Linked DNA regions of Pan troglodytes: all the other regions are linked to region 2. A link is a contact called in public HiChIP or PLAC-seq data. All regions are on one chromosome and are shown on one strand. Each heading gives the region's core, a stretch centred on a gene start, on an enhancer-like site or on the middle of the called end of the contact. The rest is flanking DNA. Distances are from core to core; before and after follow the strand shown.

Region 1 (3,410 bases), core at 404-2,903, 150 kb before region 2:
CACTCTGCCACTTCCCCCATCCCCTCCCCCCATCGGCCGGGGCGGGAACTGAGACGACCCCAACCCTCTGCGGTGGCGGGAGGTGCGCGGGGGCTACGTGGGTGGCGCAGCCTTAGGAAAGTGAACAACGCCCAGGGGTGATGGCCTCAGCAAAGTGAGGGGTGGTGATGGAGGTCATCCGACCCATCCCTCCGCCTCTCCGCAGTGGCGCAAGCGCCCCAAAATCTCCGGAGAGGGAACTGACTGACCCACTAGGTTCCGCCGTGTCTACCTCTCGCAGATGTTGGGGAAGTGCTTCCCGGCGTCTAAACCTCGCTGTTCCCCCCTCCACCGGCGCCCAGCACACCCGCGGCGCTCCGCTCCCGGGTACCCACAGCTTTCTGGAGTGGCGCCGGCGGCAGGAGAGAGCTAGAGCCGACTGAGCCCCAGAACTCGGGGAGGTAGGCGGGGCAAGGGCCGGGGTCTGCGCGTGAGTGTGCACGCATGGAAAGCACAAACCCACGAGGGCCCGCTGCCGGTAGGGTTAAGGTGAGTGAGTGAAGGCGGCAGACCCGCGAAGTTCCAGTTCCGCGGACACTCTTTCCCTAAGCCACATAGGGACTTAAGAGAAACTGAGGCACGAAGTTGGGGGGTGGCGGTGGTGGGGACTTTGAAGGTCGAGTCGATAAAGCCCAGCTCTGTGCTTCCGCCCCCTCCCACACACTCGAGACCCCCACAGGTTCCTTCTTAGGGGTCCTCGCTCTGCTCCGCAGCCCCTCCTGGGGATCCGGGCTCTGCGGTCCAGCGCGACCTGCCTGGGGCCATGTGTTCAAGCACGGAGCCCCTGCGTGGAGTCCACGCCCTTCAAAAGGTCCCTAGGGGCAAAGGGATGAAGCCCAGGAGCGTCAACGTGAGGTCAGGTCCAGCGGGTTAGGGTTACGAGGTCAGGGTCGAAGTCTCAGAATTGACTCGGGAGTATGACCAATAAGCCCAAGAGATTTGTGGAGGCCACGCCCAGACCATGCCTACCCTAGCCTTTCTCGAGCTCCGCCCGTTTCTCCAAGACTGGGCCCCTCCAGCCTGAAGCCCCACCCCCAGGACATCCAGCTCCGCTCCTTCCCTTCCCCAGTCCCGCAGCCAAGCTCAACTCCAGGGTGGGAGATTAACCAGGTGGAGACCTGGGATTTCGCTCTGGGACCCCCTGGTCACAACCCTCACCCCCGTGCCGCCTGTCTCCTTTCTTCCCCAGGCCCGCCCAGAGCTGAGCTCCGTCCTCCGGCTGCTGCCCAAATCAGGGGTCGTAGACAAAGGATGCCTGGGGCCTGCGGCCCTGCGCCAGGACCCCGCGCCGAATACTCTGATTCTTCGGGGTCCCTCCAAGGGAGTCCCAAAGACCCCAATGGCCAATAGGAAAGTGGGTTCGGTCTGGGCAGCAGTCTGATTGGCTCCAGCCTTCGGGAGCGGACCCAGGGGCAAGGGGAGGGGAGAGGGGCGGTCCTGGGTTTTGGGGTGGGAATCGGATTCCAGCTGTGGTTCTCTCCCTGCGCTCCCGCCCGCACTGCCACGGCGGACGGCCAATGGGCGCGCCGCTCGGGGCCGGCGGCGTCCGGCGATTGGCTGCGGGGCTGTCTGGGGGCGGGGCCGAGGCTTGAAGTTGAAGTGAGGGATCCAGCTGTGGTGTGCGCCGGGCTCCTCGCCGCCGCTTTCGCTCGCTCGCTCCGCGTCTCGGCCGGAGGAGGAGGCAGTGGCGCCGGCGACAGCTACGGCAGCGGCAGCCACCGCGGCGGCTGCGGCGGCGGCATCTCCGCCTCCACTCCCGCCCGGGACTGCCCCCCACTGTCTCCCCGCCCCTCCCGGACAGTGAGCCCGCGGCGGGGCGGGGGAAGGAGCCGCCCCCACCCCCTCCAAGCCCACCCCTAAAGAGATCCCTCCTCCCCTCCCCCGCCGCCTGGCGCGGAGCCGGGACGATGCTGACCCCTTAGATCCGGCTCCAGCTGCGCCGCGGGAAGAGGGGGTGCCCCTCCCCGGACCCCCGCCCTCCGCCGCTGCCCCCCTTTTCGCTCGCCCTCTCGGGGCGGCTTCGCTGAAGGTAGCGCCGAATCCGGCAACCGGAGCCTGGGCGCGAAGCGAAGAAGCCGGAACAAAGTGAGGGGGAGCCGGCCGGCTGGCCCGGGGAGCCCCAGGGGCGCAGGGGAAGCGGGACTCGCGCCGGGCGGGGTTTCCCTGCGCCCCGGCGCCCCGCGGGCAGCATGCCCCTGCGGGCAGGGGGAGCTGGGCTGAACTGGCCCTCCCGGGGGCTCAGCTTGCGCCCTAGAGCCCACCAGATGTGCCCCCGCCGGGGCCCCCGGGTTGCGTGAGGACACCTCCTCGGAGGGGCGCCGCTTGCCCCTCTCCGGACCGCCCGGGGCCCCGGCTGGCCAGAGGATGGACGAGGAGGAGGATGGAGCGGGCGCCGAGGAGTCGGGACAGCCCCGGAGCTTCATGCGGCTCAACGACCTGTCGGGGGCCGGGGGCCGGCCGGGGCCGGGGTCAGCAGAAAAGGACCCAGGCAGCGCGGACTCCGAGGCGGAGGGGCTGCCGTACCCGGCGCTGGCCCCGGTGGTTTTCTTCTACTTGAGCCAGGACAGCCGCCCGCGGAGCTGGTGTCTCCGCACGGTCTGTAACCCATATCCTTCGGGGCACGACGGCCAGGCGCGGGGTCAGAAGGGGGACGGGCCGCACCGCCGGGGGTCGGGGGGGAAGAAGACCCACCTCCAGGTGAGTCGAAGTGAGCCCGGAGGGTAGGCGGATGAGGGGGGGGAGCTGCCAGGGAGGGGAGGGGGCACCAGAGTGGGAGCGGAGACGCGAGCAGGTCTCGTCGGTAACCCGGGCTTACCCCACCTGCGTACACACACCTCAGTCCTCCTGGGTTAGGGGGGTGGGGATCCAGGCCAGGAGAAGAGAGCTGTGCCCCGCTGGCTCGCAGCTGGACGCCCTCCAGATGTGGTCAGGGGAGGGTCGTCATCCTCCAGATGTGGGAAGCTTCGGGAGCCTGGGAGCTGTACTCTGCCCGCGCCGGTTAGCGAGCTGGGTTTGGTTTCCGAGTTTGGTGGGGGGTGGGTGGGGGCGGTGGGGAGGAAGCTGCGGGGACGGAGGAGGGGGGACCGCAATCTCCTGGGTTTCCCTCCTTCCCCCGCCCCAAAGTTTGCGGCGGATTCTAGGGTCTGATCCCCCAACCTGGTCCTTGAGGCTGAGGTTTTTACTGACCCAGAGGTAGATGTTGGGGGGCGGGGACCAGGTCCTGGCCCACCTCACCCCCCACCTCGCGGGTTGGAGGCACAACAAGGAGATTCCGGCGGCGGCTGATGTCAGGGGCGCAGAATGAGAACAAGATGTGGTGGAGGGGAGCTGTCTGCCCCCGGAGCTGGGAGTGGAGCCCCTTTCCGCTAGAG
Region 2 (2,989 bases), core at 112-2,611:
TGCAGGCAGACATCTAAAGTCTTGGGTGACATTCTGTATTTGAAATTGTAATAAGAAAACTGGCCAGGAACGGTAGGCTCACATCTGTAATCCCAGCACTTTTGGAGGCCGAGGCGGGTGGATCACCTGAGGCCAGGAGTTTGAGACCAACCTGGCCCCATCTCTACCAAAAATACCAAAAAAAAAAAAAAAAATAGCCGGGTGTGGGGGCGCGTGCCTGTATTCCCAGCTATTTGGGAGGCTGTGGCAGGAGGATCACCTGAGCCGGGGAGGTAGAAGTTGCAGTGAGCCGAGACTATGCCACTGCACTCCACCCTGGGCGACAGGGCAAGACCCTGTCTCAAAAAAAAAAAAAAAAAAAAGGAAAAGAAAGAAAATAATCGATAGGATAAACAAATGAGTTTTCCCTCAAACAGGCAACTGTAGGCAGCAGCAGCAAATCGGTTGCAGTGAAACAACAGAGAAGCAGAATGGTGATGCAAATGTGTTTTTTTTTTCCTGGTCTTGGCTAAGGAAATCGTGCTAGTTTATAAAATTCATATTTGCTCAGTTGCTTATGCTTTTAGCTCTGCAAGATGCGTTCTCCAGAAGGACCTACGGCAAATTAACTCAACACTCGAATTGGGGTGAGCTCCAACGCATAGTCGCTGAGAATCACTGCCTCCAGCACCGCTCTGACCAAGTGAGCCGGGAGCGCGGGGGAAGGGGGTAGGGCACCAGAGTCCCAGTGGGCGCTGCCCCGAGTGGACCACGTGGGCCGGGATTTGGGCAGGACGCGCTCCCGACCGCACGAGGCATGGGGACGAGGGCTGGCCTCAAGAGGGCACAATCTCGGAGGCCCGAGGTGGCAGGCCTCGCCGTAGCCAGGCGTCCAGCGCTGGGCCCAGGTCGCGACTGACTGCCCCACGCCTTCCGACCGGCTGCCCTGACCCTAGGCCTCCCCCGCTCCCCACTTACCAGCCGTTGACCTCATTTTGGGAGTTCACATCCACCCCGCTCTCCACCAGTTTCTGCACCTCCCGAATGTCCCCTAAGGCCGCGGCCTCCCGCAGCCTCTCCTGCTGCTCCTTCTGCTCTAGGAGGGCGTTCATCTTCCCACAGCCCCAGGCCCCCGCCCAGGCCCGCCTGCCCCGCCCCGCCCGCGGCCTGTCAGCGCCGCCGCCGTCGCCGCGGCCCGCTCCCGGCCATGGGGAGGGAGCGCGGAACTCGTCCGCCCTGCTCGCCCCGCTGCCAGCGCCAGTCCCGGGACTTCCGCTCCCTCCCGCGGGCCGCCCCTGCTGCTCCCGGCCCGCAGGCCCAGGCCTCCTCCCGGGCCGCGCCTCCCGAAGGCCGGCTCCGGGGGACCCTGTTCAGTGTGACAACGCTGACCCAGATATTTTCCGTTCCGACCCGGGGCTCCGGCGCCCGGGCTGGCTGTTTATGTAACTACTGCACAATATTATATGCCATGATTCATTGACTATTTTTAGACTTCCCCACCCCGCAGTTTCAAGGGAGGAGGACAAGACACATGAAAAGAGAAAAAAGCATAGCTGAGAGCCAGAAAAGCCTTATCCTCTGGTGCAGGCTGTTTACCAGGCATCCAAAATAATTGGTGGGTTCTTTTTGTTGGGATTTGGGGTTTTTTTGTTATTTTCCCCCAGTTTGGTTGGCTCCTTTTCCTTATCTGAGCCAATTCTTGCCCAGCAGGATAGGGAAATGGGCTGAAAACGATCCTACTATAATACGCCCATTATTACAGAGATAGATTACACTCTTCTTCTTTTTGACAGTGCTTGGGGACAATTCAGTTAGAATATTTATTTCAATTGTTGTTGTTTTACATCTCATTTTAGACAGGATTTCTTCTAACCTGGCTTTCAGGAAAAATATTTATATTGTGCTCACAGTTTATGAACTGTAATTACTGCTAACAGATTGTAATTAGTTACTCTTCATGAAGGCCATATAAGGAGAAAAGAAAGGAAAAACACCAAAGAGGCTTTGGAGGTGTCCTGGTCCTGATTCCAAGTGCTCTGGGAAGAGCTGTGGTGTACATGTAAACAGCATTTTGCTTCACTTCTTGCCCGATCTATCTAATGAGGCTCAGAGCCTCAGTTGGCACTGTTTTATACCCAGTGGGAGAAAAAGGAAATATTGTTTTGCTACGCCCAGGTGCCCTGAAGAGATCCTCCGATGTGGCACCGGATGGAACTTTACAGATGGGGTCAAGATTAAGGAAATAGCCCTGGGGAGGAAGGGAGGAAGGCCTGAACAAGGAGAGATGAAATAGGAAGGGATAAATTTAGGCATGGAGTTTTCATTTCCGTCTCTTGGGGCTGCTGGGATCTGCACAGCAAGCATTTTTCTTGCTACGGTTTAAGAAAAACCAATGTCTGTTTAGTATGATACAGTAATTCACACAGTACACAGTGCACACCAGGTGGTGCTGAATATAAACTGACTACACACTTAAATTGACCCCCATGGCAAATTGTAACCCTGCTTGAGCTTACATTTTCATTTGTTCCCCCAATTTAAATTTTAATTCTCACATCCAGCATGATACTCCATCTGAAACTGATGTGTATGGCACTGGATTTGAGTCCTTCAACACAATTTGAGTGACATGGGAGTAGGTAGTGGCTTGTTGTTTTTGTTTGCTTGTTTTTGAGACAGAGTCTCACTCTGTTGCCCAGGCTGGTGTTCAGTGGGGCGATCTCTCGGCTCTTTGCAACCTCTACGTCCAGGTTCAGGCAATTATCCTGCCTCAGCCTCCCGAGCAGCTGGGATTACAGGCCTGTGCCACCACGCTCGGCTAATTTTTGTATTTTTAGTAGACATGGGGTTTCACCATGTTGGCCAGTCTCGTCTCCAGCTCCTGACCTCATGTGATCTGCCAGCCTCAGCCTCCCAAAGTGCTGGAATTACAAGCGTGAGCCACCGTGCCTGGCCTGTTTTTGTTTTTTTGTTGTTGTTGTTGTTTGTTTTTAATGCAGTTAAAAAAAAT
Region 3 (3,284 bases), core at 332-2,831, 230 kb before region 2:
GCCCTGTTTTTCGTTTGTTTGTTTGTTTGTTTGATACAGAGTCTCACTCTGTCTCCCAGGCTGGAGTGCAGTGGCGCCATCTGGGCTCACTGCAACTTCCGCCTCCCAGGTTCAAGCAATTCTCCTGCCTCAGCCTCCCGGGTAGCTGGGACTACTGGCACGCACCACCACACCTGGCTAGTTTTTTGTATTTTTAGTAAAAACGGGGTTTCACCGTGTTAGCCAGGATGGTCTCAATCTCCTGACCTTATGATCCGCCCGCATCGGCCTCCCAAAGTGCTGGGATTACAGGAGTAAGCCACCGCGCCCGGCTTCTGCCCTGGGTTTTATACCCTGGGGCCATGTGACATGTTGGGCTGAAGTGTTGAAGGACATGCTTTTTCTAGGGGGACTGGAACAGAGCATGGCTGTGCTGGCCAGTCCTTCCTTCCCTCAGGATGTTGCATTCTCTGCACACTCTACAGTTTTATTTATTTATTTATTGAGACAGAGTCTTGCTCCATCACCCAGGCTGGAGTGCAGTGGCACTGTCTCAGCTCACTGCAACCTCCGCCTCCCAGGTTCGAGGGATTCTCCCTGCTCAGCCTCCCGTGTAGCTGGGATTACAGGTGCCCACCACCACGCTTGGATAATTTTTGTATTTTTGGTAAAGACGGGGTTTCAGCATGTTGGCTAGGCTGGTCTTGAACTTCTGATCTCAAGTGATCTGCCCACCTCGGCCTCCCAAAGTGCTGGGATTACAGGCGTCTACAGTTATTCTTGAGAACTACAAGCAAGAAAGGAGGGGAGAACCAGGTCAGTTCAAGGCCACTGGGAGAACTGTCCTGCACCGCCTGCCTCTGAAACCCATGATGTTTCTGCTTTGTGGGACAGTTGTTCAGGTGCCTGCTTCCCCAGGCCTTCCCCTGCGCCTTCCCCCTCTCTCCTGCACACACCATCTGACTGTCCTTCCAGCACGTACACCTCCAGATGCTTGGGTTGGCCTGACCCAAAACAGTCTACTCTCCCGGCCAAGCCAATTGCCCCTGGGATTTTCTGCTCCTCCAAGATCCCGTGCATAGCCCTGGTGGTGGCTCATGCCCTTAATCCTTAGTTACTCTGGATGCTGAGGCAGGAGGATCGCTTGAGGCCGAGGAGTTCAAGACCTCCCCTCTCCCAAATATTTGTAAATGAAATTAAAGGAAAGATCCAGCCCAAGTGTCTCTTCTGCCCTACTGACTCCCACACTCTTACAACAGATGACCTCACAGCACTGAGGCGGACGGCTTTGGTGTCCAGCAGGCACGGAATTAATACGCCTTGCCTGTCCTGGCCGGTTGGCTTGCCTCTCTCCTGCCAGAATGCAACCTGGCTTTATGCACCTAGATGTCCCCAGCGCCCAGTTCTGAGCCAGGCACATCAAATGTCAAGGAATTGACTGAACAAACTAAGAGCTCCTGGATGGGTCCGGGAACTCGCCCGGGCACAAGGTGCCAAAAGGCAAGCAGCCCGCCCCGCGGCCTGGGGAAAGAACCGACAGGCGGCCGCAGTGAGCGCCCGGGCGCCCGGCAGGTGGCGCCGCAGCCCCGGGCCGCCCGGGCCCTCTCGTCGCGCGGTCACGCAGCCCCTCTTCCTTCCGCCGGCTGCGCACTCACAGTGATCCCTGCGCGCGTCTCCTGCTCGGGTCAGTGCGCCGCGCTGCGCTGGGCGCCATGGCGCTCCCCGGAGCCCGGGCTCGCGGCTGGGCGGCAGCAGCCAGAGCGGCCCAGAGGCGCCGCCGCGTGGAGAACGCAGGAGGGTCCCCGAGTCCTGAGCCTGCGGGCCGGCGCGCGGCGCTTTACGTACACGTGAGTAGGGGCGGGGGCGGAGCCCACGGTGTGTGGCCGCAGCCCTGGCCGTGACCGTGGCGGTCCAAAACCCAGGTGGCGGTTTGTCACTCTATGAACCTGCCTGCCGTGTTTCCGTGCCCCCGTACGAGGTCTGGGATGGGACCCTGTGCTTTGGCAGGGAAATGACTTGGTCCAGAAACCTGAAGTCTCTGCTACTCACCGGCTCGGTGACTCTGACCAAATGGTTCAAATTTCATAACAATTTTCCTCTTAGCAAGACAAAATTTTCTTAAGAGCAGTGTTCTGACTCGGTAGCTGGGAAAATGGCTCATAGGAAAATTGTATGAAAATTGTATGATCCCAGAAAGAGCTTGGGTTGAGTTCCTTCCTGACGTCTGCTGGTTGGAAGAGGCAGCGTAACAAAGGAGTGAGCCTCAGTTTTCTCACATTGAAGTGGATGTAATAACCCCAGTGCGACCTGCCTTGGGGAGTTGTGTGGCTTAGATGTCCTAGCTACTGTGGAAAGACCTCGGGATAGGGGTGGGGGTGGAGTTGGGGATGTGTGCGACTGAACCCTGGAAGTGGCCAGGGCAGCTCTCACCGCGCACGTGCACTCACTGCCCCCAGTGGCCTTACTGCGAGAAGCGCTGCAGTTACTGCAACTTCAACAAGTACATCCCTCGCCGCGTGGAGGAGGCTGCCATGCAGAAGTGTCTGGTGACCGAAGCTCAGACGCTGCTGCGGCTCAGCGGGGTGCAACGGTGGGTAGTGGGGGCTGTAGGCAGCGTTTTGGGAAATTTTTGGAGGAGTGGTGGGGGATAGGTGCAGGCATCCCAGAGGGCTCCCCCAGGTCTCATTTCTCCATCCTCTTTCCCCAGGGTGGAGTCTGTGTTCTTTGGTGGGGGGACCCCCAGTCTAGCCAGTCCCCACACGGTGGCTGCTGTCCTGGAGGCTGTGGCACAGACAGCCCACCTGCCTGCAGACTCGGAAGTCACATTGGAGGCTAATCCTACTTCAGCTCCGGGCTCCAGACTGGCAGAGTTCGGGGCAGCAGGGGTTAACAGGTTGTCTATAGGCCTCCAGGTAACCCATGGCACTCACCCCATCCCAGTGCACCCCGCCCTTCAGTGCCATCTCCTCTTTGGTCACATTCATTCATTGGGCAAACATTGATTGAGCACCTTCTGGGTGCCAGGGACACAGTAGGGCCTAGTGCGACACTTTTATAACTCCTTAATTGTCTGCTGCTGTCATAGACCACACACTTTATGAGAAAGGGATCAGGTGTGGCTTTTCTATTTCAAACACTTACCATAGTGCCTGGCACATAGTAGGTGGTCAAAAAAGATTTGCTACATGACACGGGAGACACAGACATGTAGCCAGATTATTGCAGCATGGTAAATGTCACCTGTAAAGGGGGTCTCTATAAAAGGCTTCTAGAGTACAGCCTGAAGGGAGGTCACTCTGATGAAA

What was found. HiChIP or PLAC-seq counts read pairs in DNA pulled down with a chosen protein or histone mark.
Region 1: a contact with region 2 is called in an H3K4me3 HiChIP or PLAC-seq map of stem cell-derived excitatory neurons, with 2.8 times the contacts expected there. The contact joins the promoter of CACNA1G here to the promoter of ANKRD40 in region 2. A contact is called at or near these places in 1 of 1 datasets of contacts at active chromatin or transcription factors (stem cell-derived excitatory neurons) and 1 of 1 other capture datasets (stem cell-derived neural stem cells).
Region 3: an H3K4me3 HiChIP or PLAC-seq map of stem cell-derived excitatory neurons shows a contact between it and region 2, with 3 times the contacts expected there. The contact joins the promoter of RSAD1 here to the promoter of ANKRD40 in region 2. A contact is called at or near these places in 1 of 7 Hi-C or Micro-C datasets (induced pluripotent stem cells), 1 of 1 datasets of contacts at active chromatin or transcription factors (stem cell-derived excitatory neurons) and 1 of 1 other capture datasets (stem cell-derived neural stem cells).

What each region holds. Positions count from the first base shown.
Region 1 is chr19:63,700,417-63,703,826 of NHGRI_mPanTro3-v2.0_pri, forward strand. CACNA1G (calcium voltage-gated channel subunit alpha1 G) reads left to right here and starts at 1,654. Exons shown (of 34, transcript XM_016932537.4): 1 at 1,654-2,645. The coding sequence starts at 2,404. LOC107969270 (a long non-coding RNA gene) reads right to left here and starts at 3,054. Exons shown (of 2, transcript XR_001710982.2): 1 at 2,874-3,054.
Region 2 is chr19:63,848,417-63,851,405 of NHGRI_mPanTro3-v2.0_pri, forward strand. It overlaps ANKRD40 (ankyrin repeat domain 40), which reads right to left and starts at 1,362. Exons shown (of 5, transcript XM_511885.7): 1 at 958-1,362. The coding sequence starts at 1,091. LUC7L3 (LUC7 like 3 pre-mRNA splicing factor) reads left to right here and starts at 554. Exons shown (of 14, transcript XR_010153329.1): 1 at 554-682.
Region 3 is chr19:63,618,974-63,622,257 of NHGRI_mPanTro3-v2.0_pri, forward strand. RSAD1 (radical S-adenosyl methionine domain containing 1) reads left to right here and starts at 1,582. Exons shown (of 9, transcript XM_511926.8): 1 at 1,582-1,826; 2 at 2,436-2,569; 3 at 2,687-2,891. The coding sequence starts at 1,692.